Linked DNA regions of Rattus norvegicus: region 2 is linked to region 1. Evidence: chromatin contacts called from public Hi-C data. All regions are on one chromosome and are shown on one strand. The core of a region is the stretch at or near the end of the contact, and the rest is flanking DNA. Distances in the headings are between cores, read along the strand shown. Region 1 overlaps Slc14a2 (solute carrier family 14 member 2). Region 2 holds the start of Setbp1 (SET binding protein 1).

What was found. Hi-C and Micro-C count contacts between places; a contact is called where the count stands out from the background.
Region 2: a Hi-C map of frontal cortex shows a contact between it and region 1, with 2.1 times the contacts expected there. The contact joins the promoter of Setbp1 here to the enhancer-like site in region 1. A contact is called at or near these places in 3 of 12 Hi-C or Micro-C datasets (the Rat2 cell line, Schwann cells and frontal cortex) and 1 of 1 datasets of contacts at active chromatin or transcription factors (oligodendrocytes).

The regions. Positions count from the first base shown.
Region 1 is chr18:74,163,081-74,169,065 of GRCr8, forward strand. All of the region lies in intron 2 of Slc14a2 (solute carrier family 14 member 2), which reads right to left. It overlaps LOC102553338 (a long non-coding RNA gene), which reads left to right. Exons shown (of 4, transcript XR_361514.5): 4 at 3,998-5,881. Among named protein-coding and RNA genes, the nearest start is that of Slc14a2, 150 kb to the right of the region's middle. Within about 2 kb of position 2,996, at least 3 of the 93 cell types and tissues checked have an H3K27ac peak or open chromatin away from gene starts, as enhancers often do.
Region 2 is chr18:74,825,099-74,831,083 of GRCr8, forward strand. Setbp1 (SET binding protein 1) reads right to left here and starts at 2,357. Exons shown (of 6, transcript NM_001427626.1): 1 at 1,098-2,357. LOC120098177 (serine/arginine repetitive matrix protein 5-like) reads left to right here. Exons shown (of 5, transcript XM_039097295.1): 5 at 667-1,410. The coding sequence ends at 1,410.

The sequences.
Region 1 (5,985 bases), core at 1,746-4,245:
TAGATGTTGTTAACAGGAGATAGGCTCACACTGTATAAAGTGACTATCCTGACAGGATTCAAAGGTATTTTACCTAGATCTGAGAGCCGGGGTAGAGCATCAGGGAGTACATGGAGTGCACTTGGGTGAGAGTAAGGACTCAGAAGAGTGGTTTTGAAACCACATCAAAGGAAAATGGTTAAGGCTAGGAGAGTGGGGCATTTGGTTTGGAGACTAATCCCACGTGTTGGAAATGTGAGAGCTGCCTTCAGACGTAGGAAAGGCCATCGCACAGAAGAGAAAATAGACCTTCACTACTTTGCTTTAGAGACAGAATTAAGACCAGTGGGTGGAATTTATAAGAAGCCAACTTTGGGCTCAATTTAGGAACTGTCTTTTTAATGTGGAAAACTGCCTGACTGTGTTTATGGCAGTAAGCTCTCATTCCTCAGAGAATTTAAGTATAACCTGGAGGATATTTTGTGGAAAACACAGGAGAATAGATCCATGTAGAAAATCATGTGGCTGCTTTGTTTCTAACATGTCCACCTTGACTCTTTGGGGTACTGAGGTAGGCTCTGGGTCAGAGTAAGGACGGGGTGAAAAATTCAAGGGTTTGTAAGGGTGCAATTATATTCCAGTTTTTAAAACTTATGATGATTTGCTTTTTTAAATTTCAATTTAATCACCTTTCTAAGCAGGTAGGATATTTTTCAGATTCACTTGGCAAAAGTGCATGTGGAAAATATGATGTATATGCTCTGGACTCTGTAAAAAAATGGCAAATCAAACAGACATAGACTTTCTCCTCATAGAATTCCAACAGCATCTGAAAGCTGAGGAAAGTGGTATTATAATCTACTTTTAACTTGTCACAAGCATAAGTAACACATCAGTCCACTAATAAGATGCCATATAGAGAAATAAATCAGAATTCAGGACAATTTATACCTCGTAGTACATACTGTCTGCTGGATCACTCAGTCTCTTATTATTTTATCTGAGCTATACAAATCATTTCTAGAGGATTTTGAAGTCCGTTTCCACAAGAGGTAAGGGATGACCACTCAACTCCAATTCTAAATGTTAATAGTTCTGTAATAGCTCGTAGGTCCTTCTCAAGAGGCAGTTCTCTAAATGTTTTACTCTAGAGGCTGGGAATAAAAGAGGTAGCCTTCAGATCTCTTCCCAGTAATTCAATTGAGTTTAGTTCAGTTCATTTCTTGATAGAAACCTTTAAGGCACTGTGCTAAATACTCCAGAGAATTCAGAGGTAGATGAGACCTAGCCTCTAGCCTTAGCAACCTAAAGTCCTACAGATAAATAACCATATTTAAAGTAAAATATCCAAGTGCCCTAGGGGAGAAAGATGGAGACAGGGATTGGGCTTACTTCTGAATTCAAGATGGAAACGCAACTTCATGGACCTGTTAGAGGTTGTGTACATGTTTACAGGGGATGTGAGCGGTAGGGTCTTCTAGGAGGACATATAAACAAGGCACAGAAATTAGAGGGCATGAGGTTTCTTTGAGACACAGCAGAGATCCACACAATTGGGAGACGGAGTAGTTTCAAGGAATGGTGGAAAACTGAGAAAACAGAAGGTTGCATGCCCAGAGCAAGGTATCAAGTTTAATGGATAATCAGGGATCATGAAAGGTGCTCACCAGAGAAGATGGATATATTTAGCCAGCACATAGAAAAGGTGTTTCCCAGAATGAGATGTGTTAGAAGTAAGAGAACAAGTCAGGTGTCTAGGAAGTAGAGAATATCTAACTACGAGGTAGACAGGCGACATGGATGGATTTGACATTTCGAGGAAGGAGAATCCATGAGGCTTAGGCTTTGGAATAAATGAGGTAACGGCCAATGGAAAGAGGACGGCATGAGCTGGGTAGAGAGAAAATCAAAAGGGCTCGGCTTCAGATACAAAGTTTTTGGTGTCATTAGGATTTCAAACTGAGAGGTTATGTACTTGCTGTTGAAAGCTAGTGTGTTAAATGTAAGGTAACCGGGGATTTACAAGACATGTGGGTAGAAGGCAATGCTATACAAGAACAGGAAAGCATCCGGTTGGGGGCAGTTTCTCAGCTGGTAAAATAGGACTTTGATCCTAGAACCTCATGCTTAAAAAAAAAGCTAAGCATATCTGAGAGGATAACAGGTTGACGTGCTTTAGTAAGACAGGAGAGACAAGGAGCTGTTTTGGAAGTGGGTAGTGTGTGTGTGTGTGTGTGTAGGCTGAACCTATGAACAAGAGTGAAGCTAGAAGTCTTGCTGTCAGGGTCTTTTATCAACACTTGGAGATCAAGGATCTGTAGCATAAGGATCTCTGTCCTTCTCAAACAGGCTATCATCCTCGCACTAAAGCTGTGTTTTGCCTCACCTCCTCTCATATCATCGCCACTGAGCGCCTTCTTAAAACGCTCCAGTGAGCAATGCTCCCTCTTTTTCTGAAGTCCTTTTGCTCTACCAACTAGGGCTACATTCTTTAACTCTCAGCAAGATTTGGTGGAACCTGAGTACCTAGGTGGTCCTCAATACCGCCGGAGGCAGAACAGAGAAATTTTGAGTGCAGAAATTGAAGTCGTGAGAGATCTAGGACATTTTAATACTATCATTTGCTAAATATTTGAAAAAGCATTTATCCAGGGCAGACACTACGAGGATCTCAGGACCTCAAAAAGACAGAAATATCCACTGCGGAGACTTCAAAAGGGACACAAACAGCTTGGTGAGATGCAAACTGCACAATGTAGGTGGCGGTGCGTGCAGGGCGGGGCAGGAGCAGATGCTCTGAGAAGTCAGGAGCTCACGTGACTCAGAAGCCCGCTTGTGTCTAACAAAATGTCAGCATCTCTTTGGCCCTGAAAGAAACACCAATTGCTGCCTCGTAAGCATCCCCTCCAGAGGATGGCTCCAACCACCCAAGTCCTTGCTGTCACTCGTGAAGCTTGTGCAGTAGGGCAAGAGCTGCTGCTTGCTAGATATTTTGGGTGATGATGAGGCTCTTGCTGCCTTTAGGGAAAGGGAACAGGATGAGGTGGAGAGGTTGCTTAGGGTCTGTCAGAGAGAAAGGAAAGAGAGGGGGGAGATTAGGAAAGTGCACTTATAGGCTGTGTACAGACCCTGCTCTGAAGCCCCCTTGACACTGATAGATAGTTCAGTAGCAGTAACAGGAATTGCTTGGTAAGTGTGAATCTTTAAATCTCTCTTCTCTCTCTCTGTCTATCTGTCTGTCTCTGTCTCTCTGTCTCTGTCTGTCTGTCTGTCTGTCTGTCTGTCTGTCTCTCTCTCTCTCTCTCTCTCTCTCTCTCTCTCTCTCTCTCTCTCTGTGTGTGTGTAGACTAGTTTCAGAGGAAGGGTCTCATCCCAACCCAGTGTGTGACCTTCAGGCTAACTCACAGAAGGCTATGCTGATCAGATGCTTTGGGCTTGAACCTTATTTTCCTCTTGTCTTATAGACCTAGGGCTGGGTCTTTGATCAGAGGTCCAGATCAGCGAAAGGAGTTAGATCCAAAGGGGTGGAATGTGGGGGAAGCTAGAGATAATTCCATCTGAGAGGATGGTTTACAGCAGCAAAAGCCGCAGCAGCAGGAGAGACATTCTAGCATCTCAGGGAGGAGCCAAGTGTCAGAGTTCACAGCTGAAATTTTTACCTTGGGTTTGACTCTCACAGTGAATAATCTCAGGGGTCTTCTCAATATTTCTGCCTCCTTTGGGTAAGAGTTTGGAGCATGGGTGGAAGGCTTGAAGAGCCCTTGAAAGCCCTTCCAACTCTAGTGGTCTCTAGATCGCTAATTAGAGCCCCAAGGAAACGGCGGCTCTTCATTCTCTCTTCTCACCTCAAGAGGAATTAAAAAAAAAAAAATATTTGGCTCTGGCCCCTTAGCCAGAAGTGGTGGACCACAGACATCACAGCTGAGATATTAATAGATTATTGCAAATGTTATATTTGCATAGATGCATTACTCATTATGCAGATTGCCAATTATGAACTATTTGTTCTTTCTTCCAGGAGAGAGATTGTTTATTTGCAAACTGCCTGAGAGCGACTTTGGGCAGCATGAAGACAAGACCCTCTTTCAGCAGATGTTTGTGGAGCTCTCTGTGAAGGCCTGTACTTGGGCTCTCAAGGAGGCAGGGGAAGGTCAGCTGAGAATATGGGAAAGTGGAGGAGGAGAAGGATGCCAGGGTTAGGACTACAAGAGGACAACAACCAAAAGGTTTGGAAATTAGCATGAGATCAGGTGTCTAATGCATAAAAGAAATCATCTCCTGTAGGACACAAACCACAGTGAGGCAGGGGCTCAGTATTTTCTCTGGTTGGACCCTGTAATGGAAGGTCACAACTGAAACACCCCAATGTTAATAGCCTCGTGACACTGACTGCCTCTACGAGTCAGCACTTTCTAAGGAAATTGACTTTGATTTGTCTCACTCCACCTCACAGCTGTGGAAGCAATGAGGATTTACATACCTTTCCCATGCTGATCTGGTATTCCATCATGGTTGTCTGATCCCAGAGCCTGAGCTCTTACCCACTGTACTATACTCTTCCTGAGACACTTAATACTTTGACCAAAGGCCATTTTTTCTCAGGGCCCTTTATAAACACAAGCCTGAGATCTATAGGTGTGTCGAAATGGGAGCATCTGATATAGTGGCCCCAGGGTTCTCTATCAGACACTGGTGCTCCACTTAAGCCTCTAAATCTGAGAAGAGTCTGAAGTTGGCTCCAGAGGGAGTGTGGAGATGATGGATGGGTTTTTAAGAGGGGAAATGAAGGATGGTTGTAGGAACTGCTTGCTGTGAAGAAAAAGAGGAAGTTGAACTTCTGGGGGCGCAAACTGAAGCTTATATGAAATGGATAAAATCTTATGCTCTTGACAAAAGAAAAAAACAGCCTAAAAACTCCTAATGTGATATCACATCCCATGAAGGTACAGTAGGCTGAAGAAGATGAACTTAGGAAAAGACGAGGGAAAAGATGTCCCTCTTTAGGGTGGGCAAGAAGTGGTCAAGCAAAACGTCTTCATGGACTGCATGCTTCCTACATAACCAAGTCTGGACACTATGGCATGGGTGAACACAGGGGCGAAGCCTCTTCTTAGGGAGAAGTTGGCCTAGTGAGTTGTTGCACTTTTGAATAAAACAGATTCTAGAATATGATGCATTGGTTTCAGAAGTGAAGTCTGGAGGTCTTCTGCCAGTCTCCTCACATGTGACTGACTGTAAAACATTTGCGATGTGACTAGAAAATTTGAACTAAATACTAGTTGCCAAGTACTTAGTATAACGGAGTAAACTAAGAAAGCTGTCTTTTCTCTAGCATCTACATTTTTGGCATTGTTGTCAAAATTCAGGTAATCGGAGCTATGTAGGTTCATATCTGAATCTCTTACTGCGTTCTATTGATCTCTCTGGGTTCATGCTTGTACCAGTTGTACTGTTGGGAAAGTTGAGTCTCTATTTGTAGAAGAAGGAAACTAGACTCCCTTCTTTTACCCAGCCCAGAAATCAACTCCAAGTGCATCAGAGACTTAGTGCAATTCCTGAAAACCCTGAGACTGTTAAAAGAAAATTAGGAAAACCTTTCCAGATATAGGCAGAGGTGAGGAGGGCTTTCTGAATAGGTCTTTAGCCCTTAGGAAACAATTGACAAAGGCCACATGACGAAGTTTAAAAGCTTCTGTACAGCACGGGAAATGGCGTTAGACTAAAGAGAAAGCCTACAGAATTGGGGGAAAATCTTTGTTAGCTATTCATCTCACAGACATTTCAAACCAAGAATATGCAGTGAACTCAGGAATTTAAATATTAAGAAAACAAACAAGTCAATAAAAATGGGTTAATAAAATGTTTGGGCAGTCCTTAAAAGAATAAAAACAAATTAAACTACTTTGAGATTGTATCTTGTCCCAGAGATAATGTCTCTCATCTATAAAACAGCAGCTATGGTAGCCTGCACAAGACCTGCACAAGATCAAGCTAGTCAGTGATTTA
Region 2 (5,985 bases), core at 1,107-3,606, 660 kb after region 1:
TTTAGGAGCAGCATGCTCTACTGATCGGAAATTGCAATTACCCAGCAATGCTTCCATCACGACACCAAATGCAGCGTCCCCGTTATCACTGTCTGGCTACAGATCTGCCCACTCCAATTTACCTGACTTGGATTCTCAGGAACTTCGCAGACAGTATTTTGGTCAAAGAGATAATGGTTCGAAAGACAAAAACAATAAATCCATACTGAAGGGCTTCCTTTCCGGAGTGATTTCCCACTGGAAACCACCGAAAGGGAAGCCTGCCGTTAATTCCCAAGCCCTCTGCTCCTGTACAAACGCACACAATGCGTGCTTTCAAAGGGGCATTCTCTGCTTTTAAGGGAATTCCTGCCTTTTCACAATCCCCAGCCCAGAAAGCACAAGAAAGAGACTCAAATCCACTGATTACGATTTTTTTTTTTTTAAGAGAAAAACTAACACACGGCCAGAACGCAAGCACACACCAACCTTCATTGGCTGGACCACTTCTCGCCTGTTCTTCTATTAACGACACGTTAGATTCTGATACATTTAACACCCCCCCTCCCAATCCAACTAGGTTACAATGTAGCTCTCTAGCTCCACTTAACCTGCAAGTTACAAAGAGAGGGGAAAAAATATCCTGCCGCCTCCCCACCCCTTTCCCTACCCCCTCCCTTTCCCCAGTCCACTTCACCAAAGCCAAACCCGCCAGCCCAGGCAGCCGGCAGCAGGACCAAGGGAGGGTGTAGAAGGAGGGGGTGGGGAGGGGATCAGATTAGCCGAAACTCAATAAGCTCCCAGCCCTCCAAGCCCCATGCTACCACCATCACCGCCACCAACGGGCTACTCCAGTTAAGTCAGCACCACTGGCGACCCACCAGCCGGCGGAATCGCGCCCATCCCCGCGCAGCTTCGCGGGGACCTGCATCCCGCCCCCTTGGCCGGGTCCCCCCCACCCCTACTCCAGCCCAGTGCAAAGTCAAAGCCCCGGCAAGGCGACGTGAACTTTTGCATGCATGGCACACACCGCCCCCGGCCCCGGGCGCGCTGGGCCCGCGGCGCGGCGGGAGGCTAGGCGCCCCAGCTCCCGCGCCAAGGTCGCCGCGCTCGCTCACCCATGTCCCGGCGGCTCCGGCTCCGCTGGCCCGGGCGCTCGCTCAGATTCCGCCTCCGGTCGCTCGTCCGAGCCCCCAAAGGTGCTGCTGCGGCAACTCCATAGCGACGAGCATCTGTCAAACGGCGACGCGCGGGGCGGGCCGCCCTCGCTCGGGGGGCGCCGGGGCCCCCGGGCGCGCAGGCGGCGGCGAGCGCCCCGGCCAGCCCCGCGCTTCCCGCCTGCCGCGGCCGCCTCCGCCGCGCCACCGATTTACGGAGAGAGATATCAAGGGGGAAAATGGCGTCTCCGGAGCCCGAGGAGTCCTGGAGTAATCACATTCACACACACGCCCGCCCGCACGCACACACACTCGCACACACTCGCACACAGGCGCGCGGCGAGCCCGGCTAATTTTAGCAGGAACCAAATATAATATACATATATGTACATATACATAAATATGCATATGTACATATATATTATTTAGATTTCCCCATCTCTCCGTTCAATGCTATTTTTTCCCTTTTCTCCAAAGGATGGATTGGAGGGTTACAAAATGTTGCCCGGCTGGGCTCGCAGGAGGCGGCGCGCCGAGGGCTGGGGCGCTTTTGCTGAGCTGTGCAGTTCGGTTCCCGGCGCCCGCCGGCCCTGCCGCCGCTGGTCCGCCCGCGGTCGCTACTGCCGCCGCCGCCGCCGCCGCCGCCGCTCTATGGCCGCGCCCGCCCCGCGCCCCCTCCGCGTCCCCTCGCCGCCCGCCCGCGTCCCCGGCGAGCGCTGGAGTGGGGTCGGGCCCGTGTGCCTGCCTCCCGCGCCCTCTCCGGAGTCCCGGAGTCCTACTGAAAGGAAGGGGGAGGGCGTGCGCGGGGGAGGGGGAGGATTGAAGCGGCCGCGCGGCGGAGCCGACGGGGACTGCCACCCCGCGATCTCTCTCGGAGGGGGCGCGAGAGCCCACACTGCTCGCCCCGCGAGCCCGGGCCGCTCCCCAGCCGGAGCCCAAGGAGGCGCAGCCAGTGAGCGGCCGACGACCTCTCTGTCCCTCCACCGCCCCCCTGGGTAGATTTCGGTCAATTGAAGGGATCTGGGTTCTTGCCGGAGGGGAAAGGAAAACAGTTCGGGGACGCGGATCGGGGACCCCTCGCCGCTCCGGAGCCCCTCCCGCTCCCCAGTGCCCTCGCGGCCCAGTAGCTCCAGCGAGTCGGAGTCTGCCGCGGAGACTGTGCGGCCGCGGGGACCGCCGCGGGCTGGGCGCCGGTTCCCGGGCTCAACACTGCCACTATCTGACACAACAGGAGCAGTGTTGGGGGGAGCTAGCTGCGTGAAGAGACGCGAGACGTGATAGGCTCTCCTAAATGGGTGCTCTTTTTTTTTTTTTTTTTAAACCTGGTAATTACATTTCACTTCCAGAGATTTATATTTTTTGTTAAGCTACTTGTTTGCATTCAGACGTTCACCAGCATCTCTCATTATTCAGTAGAACCGGACCCTTGATGAAGGCAAGGACCAGACAGGGATGACAAATGCACATTGACATACAGGGTGGCAGAAGTGAACAACATGAGAGCAACGTCTTCCTTTCTGACAAAATAAAATAAAATAAAATAAAATACGGCGCTGTTTCAAATCCCTCTGAGAATCTGTATTTGGGTTACAAGGGTCTTTCCAGGACAACTGAGCAATGAAACCCCTCAGGTTTCTATCGATGCCCTGTGACAAAATGAGGTGAATGTGATGGTTTTGGGGGGCACCTACAATGGATCTCTTTTAAACCTCCAGTAAAATGGGAGTTTTGAGAGGGTTCCTGGATCTCATGTTTTCTAAGAGTTTGGGGTCGTTTGGACTGACGAATGGAATGACCCAGAGGTGAGCAAGAGGGCTTCCTTTCACCAAGCCTACCAGCTACTACGGTCCTGCGTTAGTTGATAGTATGAATGCTACCACAGAACTACGCTCAGGCTACCCTTTTACCTGGAGTTTCCAAAGTGAATCAAATTGGTTTCACCGTGGTCTACTTCTCAGAGAACGGCTCTGTTTGGACACGAACTTTTCCCAAAGCTGTCACTGAAAGACTTCAGGGTAGCATTTCAACAGGTCTTTTATCTTCGTTCATATTGGGACGTTATTATTAATTATTTTTTTATAATCTTTAATTATAAAAAAAAAAGAGTAGGGTGGATAGACTGCTAAAGGAGACAGAAACCAAGGCACAGAAGCAAGGTCAAAACCAAACGTACTTTGGATCAAATGGCCGTGAGCTTGTGCTCCCAGACTTCTGAATCCTAGACCTAAACAGAACAGAATCTAAGTCAGTAGTAGCATCCAGTAGGTTTCCCGTCCCTTCTCAAAGGAGAAGGCCACTCAGAAATAGGAATGGCTTTCCCACCCTATATGGCTGGCAGATGTCATAATCAGAAGGGGGAGGGGAGCACGCTTCCTGGTTTGTGTACAGGGTCTTCTTTTCCATCCCGTGACTCCTCGCTTTGAAAGCAAATAGAAGAAACCTGTTCCTTCTTCCAAAATCCACTACAATAGCTCGTTAAGTATAAATGAGTGCAGAGATGGTGTTCACCTGGGAGAATACCTAGTGGACTTCCGTCAGCACAATGTTGAGGAAACGGTAGACTAGCCCAAGCCGTAGAATTAAAGTCACGAATGGACCCTATGTCCCTTGTCTTCTCACTGAGGGTTTCTTAAAAGCCTGTCTTTAGTTATGAGAAGAGAAAGAAGGGAAGAAGGCAAGAAGGGACATTCTTCCTTTGTCTTATCTATGTAGAGAAACTTTCACAGTCTCTTCACACGTTTTAATTTATGCTGGTGTATCACCTTATGAAAATAATGCTATGCAAATGGAATAATGGAGGAGTCATTGAAACCGAACCACTTTCCTGGGTTGTCGAGCTCTTGTTCTCATAGAACTTTCCCCAAATACTAGCTGAATGTCCTGACACCTCCCCTCATCTACTTCCGTAATAGGTCACCTTTGGATGGCCTCCGCACTAAAGCCTAGGGGAGCAAGTCTCAGGCCGACGGAGCAGTCAACGGGCAAACAGTGATGTGCAGGATTGAGAGAGGGTGATCGAGCAGCAGATGAGAACGCACAAGGCATGTGCCTTTTACACTTACACATCTTAATTTTCAGCATCGTGTGGTCAATAAGCTACTGTGTAGTGTAGAGGAGGCGCTGAAACCATGGATGCAGCTAGAGGTGCAGGCGGGCCACAGCACCAACCCTCTCATAGACTGCACAGCTGAGAGGGAACCATTGGCTCATTAATTCCTCTGCACAACTCAGTACAGGCAGACCAGAGATGAGATCCTTACAGGGCGTACAGTACACAGATGCAGAAGAGACGAGCAGGGGTCATGTCTCTTTAACACTGCTGCAAACTTACTGTTTTTGTGCATTTAACATACATATTTCTTCTCTTCTGTTGAACACCTCTCTCTCTCTCTCTCTCTCTCTCTCTCTCTCTTTCTCTCTCTCTCTCATGTATCTTCTCAACAAAATGTAAAATTCATGAGGACTGAGTTTTACCTTGCATGGACCTTGTTAGAAAACGTAAGTGAGGCTCTCTCTCCCTCTGACACCACCATGTAGTCACCTGGGCTGTTGTTTATGCTCTGGGCACCTGGGTACTCATCCTAGAAAACAGTCACACTGAGGTAGCCCTTACCCAAGAGTCTATGTGGGAATGATGCAAGGACATATGGGATGATCGCATCCCACAGCACTTGGGAACTTATTTCATATGTGTAAATTTGAAATCTAGTTCAAAATTGAAAGAACAGCTCCCACCGTCTTCACAGGTAGGAAGGAATAAGGCTACTCCGTCTGTTCCTCCTTTGGTTGAGCTCACACAGTATAATGCAGTGCTCAGAATCAATTGCTACCCTTCCCAGGTCCAAATACAAGAGTTATTCTTATCGTCAGCAAGGTGAGCCAGCATGCTTTTATGGAATACTTCTGATTTTAGAGAGAATTAGTTGGTAGACTCTTGTGACTTGGGATCCACCTTGATTTTCTCCATCTTGAAGGGGTTCAGCTTCAAATGCTCTCAGCATTAACACTTTCCCATGCCACGTGACATGTCTCCGTACTGTGGGGAGTGTGTGAATAGAACTCGTCTTGAGTTAGGCCACAGTAATGGAGAATACATCCAACTGAAGGGGGTAAGGGGGTCATAGGTGCCTCAGTGGAGGACTGGCTGTGCTGTACTTAAGGTTAAGGGACAATTCTGGAAATATAGAAGTGGGAAGCCTGTTCTGTGACAGAATGGAAAACTCACTCATCCAGTCATCAAGGAGACTTGGTTTTAGACTTAGGCCTCGCATTCTGCTTTGAGAAAAGGAGAACCCAGAAGTCTTCTGAGGATAATGCTAGACAAAGAAAAATTCACTTAAAAAAAAAAAAACTCAAACACAGGATGAGAAAGGTTTGTTTGCCTTTGCCCTGAGGATCATAACCCCAGTGAGCTAAGGTTATAGGGAAAAAAGATGTCAACTGAGTGTAACAGAAAACATGTGAAGATCCTTGAATGAAATAATCACCCTCCCTGTCAATCATCCTACCTGTCAATCATCCTGTCAATCACCCTCCCTGTCAATCACCCTGCTTGTCAATCACCCTGCCTGTCAATCACCTTCACCATCAATCACCCTACCTATCAATGAGCCTCCTGCTCTGAGAAACATGCCACTTATTTTATACCCTTATTTCCCTATCTCTCTACCCAAGACTTTTCAGTCTACTTTCCCTTTCCCTGCCTTCACTGGATAAAATTATACCTGGAATCTATTGTATACTCGATAAACATTGCTTACATGCCAAAGCTACTTAACAACAGATACTACCCTAAACCTATCCTTTATAAAGGATATTGACTTATGATTATCCCCAGACTGATGATATC